2 separate regions of the Sus scrofa genome follow, and region 2 is linked to region 1. A link is a contact called in public HiChIP or PLAC-seq data. All regions are on one chromosome and are shown on one strand. The core of a region is the stretch at or near the end of the contact, and the rest is flanking DNA. Distances in the headings are between cores, read along the strand shown. Region 1 has its middle 100 kb from the start of HPCAL1. Region 2 overlaps RRM2 (ribonucleoside-diphosphate reductase subunit M2).

Region 1 (5,360 bases), core at 1,828-4,327:
CCGGAACACAGGTCTGGCCCAGAGAAGCTGGGAGCCCTTCCCTGCGCTAGGCCTGCCCCTTCCCCCACTTGCAGCAGCAATGGTGAAAATAATGGCCAAAGCGCTCCCTTTCCCGCTCGCTCTGAGACCAATCAGCCAGGCCATATGGTTTTACCGGGTCAGGTAATAGCCCATCACCGAGAACAGATGCTAATAAAAGGAGCACTTCCTTGTCCTGTCTTTAGAGAGACAGGAGAGGAACAAGCAATCCCTAGAGAATAAGAATGAAGGCAGAGTGGATCTCATCTTATCGGGAAAAGAAAGACACCCAGACCAGCCAGAGCAGCCACCATGTCCCCCTCCCGCCCCTGGAAGCTGAGCCGGATGCCCAGGCTGCCACCAAGCATGGCACTGATGCCACATGTCTGAGGGATTTTTACTAAAACCTCACGCCTGCCTCGGCCCCACACTGGAGAGGGTGAGAGCCGCAGAGAAGCTGGGCTCGTCCGCAGTCCTGCCCCTTGGCTTCTCCAGACCCCCCGCCCCCCCGCCCTCACTCAGCCACATGTGTAAATACAGAAAATTGCACGACGTTGGAAATGATTGCCTTTAAATGCAGGTGATGCATTTGGAGAGGTTCTCACTTCCCTCCAAAAGTGACTTCCAGCCCAGCAGAGAGAAAGGATGGGAGTGACGGGGAGAGTGGGGAAGCTGTGGTCAACTCTGCTTTCTGGAAGCATCTGTTAAATGCACAGGAAGGAAGCAGAGACCTGAGCATTTTACTGCTGGAGGGAAAACGGGGCTGTCTCTCTCTCTTTCACACACACACACACACACAGCTGCTCAGAATCAAAATTCTGCCAATGCTCCCAGAAGTCCCCTTTCAGCCCACTGGCCCACACACACACCCCCAAACTCAATGCTTTCCAAGTGCCCAAGGTGGGGTGGTCTGAGGAATAACCCGCAGGTCTCTTTGTGCGGCCCCCCAACTTCAAGGTCACGGTGGCTGCATCAGGGACCCCGAGAGACGCGTGGTGGAAGATGTGAGCTGGGAAAATCCAACACAGCAGCTCCCCAAACCCCAATCGTGACCCTCACTGGCTCACTGGCACATGCAGCGGCTCTACAAGTCTGGGTCAACTGATGCCTAATAAATCTGACTTTGAAAAGAAATACTCAGTGGCAGAGGCAGCACAGAAGCCTCTTCCATCTCAGCAGACGTACGACCAGCCAGACTCAACTGCGTCCCCTAGGTCCAGGTTTCAGGAGGCTGTCTAAGGGGCTCGGAACCCCTTTCTGCACGTGAGCAAGCTCAGAGTCAGACAGCATCACTGAGCCAGTAAACGACACAGCAGAGACCACCTGGAACCCGCATCTCCCTGCCCCCACCCCGCGTCTTTGTCCAGGGATGTTTTGCAAAACAGGATCTAACAATCCCCATCCTTCAGGGAGGAACAAGACACTCTCTGTCCACCGTGAAGTTCACTGCATCCGTGGGCGAGAGACCATTTGTGGTCCAGGGGTCTAGGCACCAGACCCAGGCCTGCCTGTATACGCTGGGTGTACCATTTCCAGGCCTCAGGTGGCACATCTGTAAAATGGGTCTCCCCCTCTGCCACTTTCCTCAAAGAACAAAAACGATGCAAGAAAAGACCTCGGAAACGCAGAAGGCAACGGCAGGAAAAGCCACAGAAGGGCAGAACCCTACCACCAAGTAGGGGTGGAAGAGAAAGTGACAGGATTGAATTCTAGGGTCCTCTACTTCCTGCCGATGGCTCTGGGCTACTTCTCTTGCCCTGGGCATCCTCCACGTTTCCACTAGAAAAAAAAAAAAAAAAAAAAGGGCCCATCCCATTTGGCTCGCGCATCACTGCTGAAACCAAATAGTGTTTTGCTTTGTTGAGAGCAGGGCCTCACAACTCAACCACACACTTTGCTGAATACTCAAGAGAGGCCATGAAAGGGGAGGCACGCAACTTCAGTTAGTCTGGCTGATGTGCTCTGGTTGGCCCAGGGGCTGGGTGACAGGTGCGGGGCCAGGAAGACCTGCTGGCTTCTTCCAAGAGCTCCCTGAGCCAGAGAGAGAGGAGCCCTGGCTACGGCATCAGCCTGAGGGAGAAACCAATTCCAACTGGAAGACTCCAGAGGAGGAGACCCTCGGGCCACATTTATAAAACGAGAGGTAGGAAGAAAAGGCAGAGCTCGAGACAGATAGCCAGCTGGTGGCTGCCTGGGGCCAGGGGCGGGGACAGAGGGACAGCTCATGGGCATGAGGAGAGCTTCCGGAAGGAGGGAACCACTCTAAAACTGGATTGTGGTGAAGGTTGCGCAATGCTTACCGTTTATTGGAAAGTATGGAATAGCACCCTTGAAATGGGTACACTTGATGCTATATAAACGCTGGGGATTTAATTGCGTTTTTTAAAGACTTAGTAGGAGATCAGCGGATGGGAGAAAAGCAAGATGCTGAGACCACCCTCCTGGCCTGCCCCTCAAAGTCCCTCTCCCCAGGCCGGGCCAGAGCCAGGGGTCAGGGTGGGAGGCTGCCCTCCAGGCTGGTGGCAACTCCCCCAGCAAGTCTGAGGGTCTCCCCATCCACGGGCCAAAACCAAGCTCCAACAGGCAAGGATGAAGCCCAGGACCATGCAGGTGTTCGGAGGAACTGAGGAGGAAAAGAACGAACATGGGAGGTGGTGAGGGAGGAAAGGGAGAGGCTGGAGGAAAACACTTTAAACACTGCCCTGCTGTCGGCATGGACAGCAGCGGGGAAGGAAGGGAAGCCAAGCTCCAGGCTAAGGGATGAGGCTTTGCTGGGCTCTGCTGGGGGGGATGGCGAGGGGAGTGGGGCAACAGAGGACGGACCCAGGGGATGGCTGCAGAAACAGGGGAAAGGGCCCAGAACCCTGGGGAGGGGGAGGGAGAGGGAGAGGGGAGAGGCGAACTCCGGCTCTGCTTTGATGTGTGCAGCTCGGAGCCCACACTCGGCACTGGGAGAGCTCGCTGCCAATCACAGCCGGCGAGCAGGTGCCTGGCCAAGGGGACGCCTCCCTTGCTAAAGCGGACCCGAGTGAGGGAAGACTTTGGTTGGGGCACAGGGCGTTAGGCAATCGGGGAAGGCTTCCAAGAGGGGAACTACACACCCCAACAGCTTTCTTCCTGCTCTGGCCCAGGATTATGGCAGTTTTCTCCAACGAGGAAGAATTCAATGACCCTGAGCGCTTCTCAGCCCAGGGTCCGAGAGCCATCGCTAACTCCGCAAAGGAGACTTTTCATCTAATGAGGCATGGGGGTGGGCAAGGACCCCAGGACCGCCCCCCCAGTCCCCCAGCTTCCTGCCAACCTGGGTTGCACCTCAAACTCTAAAAAGAAACAAATCCCCAGAAAACACAGCCACTGTTTTAGCCAGGGTGGGGCGGGGTACACCGGGCTTATAAAGGAAAGAGAAAAAGACATCTTTGCAGCCCTGATGAGGGCAGGGGAGGGAGCCCGAGGTCTCTTGGAAGGTGTTCTGAGTTAGTCACATCTCCTGAACGCAAAGATACGAAGTTTTGCCTCTGTAATTCAGAGGCTGAGCTCTCTTAAAGGATTTACTGTGCTTTTCAGATGTTTTATTTCTTTAAAGTTCTTTAGACGTGCACCTTGCTCAGTGCCTAAGAAATGTTCCACCTGTCAAACTGTACTGGTTATCTGAAGTTGCATTAAACCCACGGGACTATATCGCAATGGACTTTTTTTTTCCCCCCCTGAGGAAAGTAACACACACACACACCCCCCATGGGGCAAGTGGCACCTAGAGCCCCTAAGCCCGCTGTGCCATGTCCATATATAATGCCCTGTGTCATCCCCTGATTAGACACTCAACTCAGAGGGAAGAGGACAAGCGCCAGGAGCCACAGGAGAGGCACAGGTGCGCAGCCTCGCGTGGGGGCACGAAAACATGAAAGAAACCCAACAGGACTGGGGGAGAATGGCAGGTCCCGAAGGAGAGTGTGATTCAAGTCTAAAGAGCCACCCCACCCAACACAGTGACACCAGGGGGTGGCAAACTAGCAAAATACACATAATCCCCCATCATGTCTGGGCTGGCAACTCCTAAATTGGAAGCATTATCCCACTACAAACAAGCAGGGTTCAGGGCTTGCTGGAATGCGAAATTCTAATACAAACCTGATCCCCAACCTAGATAAAATTGCGGCTGCCAAGAAGCTCGCTCTTTGGTGCCAAATAAACTCTGGGGCGCCTTATTCGCATCCTGGATGATCAGACCTCGGCCCTTCACTGCTTTCAAGCGGCATTGCAAGGCCTTAGAGTAAGTTAGGGGAAGGCCGGCTGGCATCAAGGGAAAGCAGACTGCCCTGTGCATAGACCTCACCATGGCATTTTAGGCGAAAGTGACCTTGGAACTCTGCACACCGCCGAGCCCCGAAAGGGGGAGGGGAGGCTGCAGACCCCGGATGAAACTCCACAGCAGCTCCAGGTAGAAAGGGGGCCTGGGGAGCATAAAGCCGGGGCTGGGGAGTGTGGGCCATGGGGAGCCCACTCCTTGCCCTCCCGGCCCTTGTATGTCTAATCCGTCCAGCTGGGTGGCCAGAAATGGACCCCTGGATAAGTTCTGAAGGAATGGGTCCAAGCCTCTTGGGGAAATGAACGGGCCATTGGCTAGCGTGGGGCAAATCTCTGTGCTTCTGGGGGTCTGACTTCATCTTTTTTTCTCCACAAGAAGATGTCCTTCCAGGCTTCCAATTCCCAACGCCAAGTCCCCCACATTATTCCTGCACGTGCACCTCAATTTTCCCCAAATCAGAACCCCAAATGGAGCAGGAAAGGCAAGAAGCGGCACCACCTCCAGGGCCAGAACGCAGAAGGCAGAGACCCTGGCCCTTCCCTGAGGCACATTATCCAATAAAACCTCAAGAGCTTGGTAATTACAGGCGCTTTCAAAAGTGAAACAGAAATAGCGCCAGGGCCAAAACACTGGTTTCCTTGAGACAAAGAGCTGGTTTTCACTAGAGGAGGGGGAAAAAAAAAAATCCCAGCTTTTGGTCTATCTTCTGAGCAGAGAAAGCCAGACCGATTTTTTTTTTTTTAATATTACTATTGAATCTGATTATGGAGAAGAGAATAGGATTCAGATCAAAAGCCCTTTTCTCCTCTAGGATATAAAATCATTTTATGAAAGAGGAAAAGTAGGTTGCGTTCTAAGTGTGCTCCTGACGCCAAAACAGGATGACAAATTAGCTTATTCGGTTCCCTGCCCTGCCACCACCGTTGAGATCTCAGGGCATCCACCCTGGCGGAAGACAGACCAAAGGAACCCAACCAGAGGTTTCTGCTCCTGTGTCATAAAGGTTCCCGGCTTCCTTGAGAATACCCACCCAGGG
Region 2 (5,084 bases), core at 818-3,317, 140 kb after region 1:
AAACTAGCCCTATTAAACATATCTGCTAAGTTCATGCCTTTGTCTGAAATTAACATCTGAGTGGAACGCGTATTTATCACTCGCATAACACTAGTCTTTTACTGAACTTTAGGGATTCAGCAGGTGATGCTCAGATTTAGGCAAATCCTAGAAGTAATTGCACTGAACAATATCTCAATTCTCAACTGCAAAATAATACTGGGTAATTATTTCAAAGTATGAGCTATAGCTACAATATTAAAAGACATGTATAGTAGAAAAATTCTCTAACTTAGAAAGTACAAATGGTTAAGTCAACAGTACCTACTTACACACAAATGAAACAAAATCAGAATAAACACTCAGCTTTAAGGAGAGGCAACTTCAGCCCAGGTTTTACCACTCAGGGGGAGAAAGTTCCTAGGTGGGTCATTTTGTTCAAGGATGACTTGAAAACCAATTTATCAGGCAAATATTTCAGATCCCAGCAAAGAAGACTCTTCAAGGATCTTGCCTATTAATTCGAGGCCGGAGGACAGACAGTGTGGGGAATTCATTGCTCCCGCCCCTCAGGCCCACCCAGGTTGCCCGCAGTGAGCCTGGATCGTTTGTCTCTAGTGATGCAAGTTCGAATCTTCTCTCCTCTTAGCACAAAACCCACCTGTGTTCTACGTGGCACCACCTGGCTGATACTAACAGCTCGGTGTGCAAAGGACTGAATTAGAAAGCGCCATCAATTCATTAAAGAAAGAATAAAACATAACATGCTTGGTTTGCACAGGCTTAACTTGCTTGGGTCACCCAGCATATTTGGAATTGGCTCCCATTAGTGGTAAATAGAATACTTTGGATCTGGTGCCGAAACTAACATATTTAGGTGAAATCAAGGTTTTGAGGCCCCACAGCATAAACTATGTTTATTTGGGTGTAAAGTGCCAGTTTTATATACAAAGCATAAGTAAACTTTAAAATCTGCTCTGAAGCAGTGAGTCTGTCTCCCTTCGGCCTCATGGTGGTTGCCTGTCGGGTCCCGGGGGATCCAACGCACCTAATCCCCACACTTTGAGGCCGAGAGAGGCGCTGTTAAGAGCCAGGGTGAAGTCGTGCACGGCCAAGCCGAACACGGAGAAGGTCGTTCCTAAACATCCGAGTAGCTTTTGTCTATGCTTTCAACCTAGGTGACCCCGCGCGCGTTTACAGGAGTTGAGGTAGCTACACAGCCACTGATGCACGTTACGGGTAATTCCTGGTGTAGCTGGCTGACAGTTTGAGTAGCTGATTTTTTTTTTTTTTCCTCTTTTGATGAGAAAGGGGGGGAAAAAATCAGCAGACGGAGAGCGCCTCGTCAGCGCCCTTAGAAGTCGGCATCCAGGGTAAAAGAATTCTCGGTCGGACTTGACATCACGCCCATCCTCTGATACTCGCCTACTCTCTTCTCAAAGAAGTTTGTCTTCCCCTCCAGGGAAATATTCTCCATAAAGTCAAAGGGATTCTCTACTCTGAAGACCTGAAAAGGTCCACAGCAAGACATAAATAGAGACCACCCTGCTGCCGAGAGGACCCGGGGGGCGCAGGGGGCCCGACCCCGCCGACTGTACCTTGCCAAAGCCCAGCTCCAGCATGAGCCTGTCTGCCACGAACTCGATGTACTGTTTCATTAAAGTGCAGTTCATCCCGATGAGCTTCACGGGCAGGGCCTCCGTGAGGAACTCCTGGGGACCCGAGGGCAGCATCTCAGTGAAACGGCAGCCCCGGGAGCCCCCCGAGCGAGCGCCAGACCCCTCCCCGGCCCCCGGCGCCCACCTGTTCTATCCGCACGGCGTTGACGATGATTTCTTTCACTCTCTGCTCCGAAGGCTTGTGTAACAGGTGTTTGAACATCAGGCAGGCGAAGTCGCAGTGTAAACCCTGGAAGAGAAGGAGACGACCGCCGTCAAACCAGCCGGCTGCCTGCTCCCAGGAACGCGGGGCAGGAAACGGGCTTTCGGCCGTGCCACCGTGGCCTTAGGCATCGTGCAGGCCCGGGCTAAAAGCAGGGCGGTGGCCAAAGGGAAGGTGACTCAACGGCTGCACGGCCTAGACATGCTCGTCCCCCCAGGGCCCTCCGTGCTGCCCCCTAGAGGACAGAAGCCCAGATCTGCTCCCCGTGGCCCTGCGTGGTGGCCGAGGACTGGGCACCACGTGCACTCTGAGCCTCCTTTCTTTTTTTTTTTTTGTCTTTTGTCTTTTTGTTGTTGTTGTTGTTATTGCTATTTCTTGGGCCGCTCCCGCGGCATATGGAGGTTCCCAGGCTAGGGGTTGAATCGGAGCTGTAGCCACCGGCCTATGCCAGAGCCACAGCAACGCGGGATCCGAGCCGCGTCTGCAACCTACACCACAGCTCACGGCAACGCCGGATCGTTAACCCACTGAGCAGGGGCAGGGACCGAACCCGCAACCTCATGGTTCCCAGTCGGATTCGTTAACCACTGCGCCACGACGGGAACTCCTGAGCCTCCTTTCTTTTACAGCCCGGTGGCCTGCTGTTGCCACTGCTTCTAGCAGGAAAGGCAAAAAAATCACGAGGTGAGTTAGTTTCTAGGTTTATAACCTCACGTTTGGAAATCAAGAATACAATTTCAGGGAGTTCCTGTCGTGGCTCAGTGGTTAACAAATCCGACTAGGAACCATGAGGTTGCAGGTTCGGTCCCTGGCCTTGCTCAGTGGGTTAAGGATCCATCCGGCGTTGCCGTGAGCTATGGTGTGGGTTGCAGACGTGGCTCGGATCCCCCCCTTGCTGTGGCTCTGGCGTAGGCCGGCGGCTACAGCTCCAATTCGACCCCTAGCCTGGGAACCTCCATATGCCGCGGGAACGGCCCTAGAGAAGGCAAAAAGACAAAAACAAAAACAAAACAAACAAACAAACAAAAAAGAATGCAATTTCAAGCAAGTCTGCAGTCTTGGTGCGTTGAACCCCAAGTAACGCTGATGGGCCCTGGGCTAGACCATCAGGGGCTCTCATTCACGGGACGCTCACCAACTCACTTTGAAGGACAGAAGGAGCACACAAAAGACCAGAAATAATAAAAAGCCCATCCCCTATAGGGGGGTACCTATGCATACGGAGAATATGAGTCATTTCAGTAAGTCACCTAAAGCATTTCATTTTCTGCCAAGCACACACAGGGTTGAACCCACAGGTTCCACGTGCCTAAAAGGGATCCCTCCGGAGAACACAAGCTTTGCAGGCTTTCGGGGCGTAGGTTAGCCTCTTATCTGATCGAGACTCACCTCATCTCTGCTAATAAGTTCGTTGGAAAAGGTCAGGCCAGGCATCAGTCCTCGTTTCTTGAGCCAGAATATGGATGCAAAAGACCCAGAAAAGAAGATGCCTTCCACGGCGGCAAAGGCTACGACCCGTTCTCCTAGAGGGAACCCCAAAACATTTCCAGTGAGGGCCTGTGGGCTCAAGAACAAGCCAGTGACGTCACTCGGAAAATGCAACTCCCGGCGAAGCGGGGCTGAGGGCTCCTTACCGTACGTCGCCTCCTTGTCCCCGATCCAGCGCAAGGCCCAGTCTGCCTTCTTCTTTACGCAAGGCATTGTCTCGATGGCATTGAAGAGGAATTCCCTGGTAGGCACACAGAGCGTCAGCCATCCTGGCAAAGACTTCCTGCCCCAAGCTTCTGGCTAAGAGCTCAGGGACCAAGGCCCACCGGGACTCCAAGGGCACTTTCTTTTTACTGGTTTGCTTGGTCCTCCACTGCTCTTTTTTTTTTTTTTTTTTTTTGTCTTTTTGCCTTTTCTGGGGCCGCTCCCGCAGCATATGGAGGTTCCCAGGCTAGGGGTTGAATCGGAGCTGGAGCTGCCAGCCTACACCACAGCCACAGCAATGCAGGATCTGAGCTGCATCTGCGACCTACTCCACAGCGCACGGCAACGCCGGATCCTTAACCCACTGAGCAAGGCCAGGGATCGAACCCACAACCTCATGGTTCCTAGTCAGATTCGTTAACCACTGAGCCACGATGGGAACTCCTGTCCCCCAGTGTTGTTTTTAAAAATCTCAACATTCATTTGGTTTATGTTGGTACAAACGTGGGTATTCATTAGTTCATGTTGAGCCCCAAGATCCACGAACACGAGAACTCAAGTCTACGACACCGAGAGCCTGTATTGGCTTAAGTAACTACTTCAAGTCCAGGTCAGGCCAAGGTTGACAGGCCCTATCTTTTTTAAATTCATAAAAGGAGAAAATCTGAACTGCTGGGGCTGTTGAAACAATGCTGACCCATCATCTCCCCTCACTAGGTGTCCCCCCCCCACATCATTATCATTGGGGGCCATCTGGGCCCCAAATGCCACATGCATTTATAGTCAGTAAAGGCAATTAAGTAAACAACCCGAGATTGCTGCCTGCTGTGCTACAGCATCGATCCCCGGCCCGAAGACCCCATCCACTGGCCCTACACTCACCCGAGCTTATGACCCTCCTCCACCTCCAGCCTATCCTGTGTCCACCTTCGGAGTCCACTGATTCCCCAGCCTCTTGCCCCGATGACCTTGTTTTCTGAAGCCAAGGTCACCAGCCCCATGGGGCTCCTCTCATTCTCTTTCCACGGCTGCCCGGGTCAGCTGGTGACTGAAGCACCAGGCCTTCCCCATCCTACCCCTTCCGGTCATGTAGCCCAATTATCCCCCCACCTTTACCTTCTTTTTTCATTTGTCTACAAACGCGTTCAAATCTTTTTGCCCCAAAGTTTCTGCAACCTGCTAGCCTTGCAAGGCACCGCTCACCTTCCCTCTTCCCGCTCTTCCAAGTCCCACATAAGAGGCTACTCCCAGCTTCACCGCTTCTGTCCCACACAGGCCCTTGTCCTGAACCTGCCCTTAGTAGCAAGGCTACTGCCCATTTCTAACGTTCCCCTCCCTCCAGTCAATATTCAAAATGCAATACAGACCCTCGGTTACCTCTATGTCCCCCCAGGATAGACTTTGTTACCAGTGTGTGTGAAATTAGCCTCATAGCTCACGGCTGCCTCTGCAGTTCTGTGCAATTCCTCACTTAGTCTTATCTTCTATGTTATATTATAAGCCCCTTAAGAGGCCAGTTCTGTTCTACTTTG

The links. HiChIP or PLAC-seq counts read pairs in DNA pulled down with a chosen protein or histone mark.
Region 2: an H3K27ac HiChIP or PLAC-seq map of alveolar macrophages shows a contact between it and region 1. The contact joins two enhancer-like sites. A contact is called at or near these places in 1 of 5 promoter capture datasets (liver), 4 of 47 Hi-C or Micro-C datasets (alveolar macrophages, embryonic fibroblasts, liver and 1 more) and 1 of 2 datasets of contacts at active chromatin or transcription factors (alveolar macrophages).

What each region holds. Positions count from the first base shown.
Region 1 is chr3:126,212,849-126,218,208 of Sscrofa11.1, forward strand. It overlaps a transcript of HPCAL1 not described here. Among named protein-coding and RNA genes, the nearest start is that of HPCAL1, 100 kb to the left of the region's middle. Within about 2 kb of position 3,078, at least 3 of the 83 cell types and tissues checked have an H3K27ac peak or open chromatin away from gene starts, as enhancers often do. A contact at or near this core is called in alveolar macrophages, where this site is marked.
Region 2 is chr3:126,357,729-126,362,812 of Sscrofa11.1, forward strand. RRM2 (ribonucleoside-diphosphate reductase subunit M2) reads right to left here. Exons shown (of 11, transcript XM_021087850.1): 7 at 3,495-3,589; 8 at 3,250-3,383; 9 at 1,783-1,887; 10 at 1,578-1,691; 11 at 1-1,486. The coding sequence ends at 1,334. Among named protein-coding and RNA genes, the nearest start is that of RRM2, 6.9 kb to the right of the region's middle. Within about 2 kb of position 2,068, at least 3 of the 83 cell types and tissues checked have an H3K27ac peak or open chromatin away from gene starts, as enhancers often do. A contact at or near this core is called in alveolar macrophages, where this site is marked.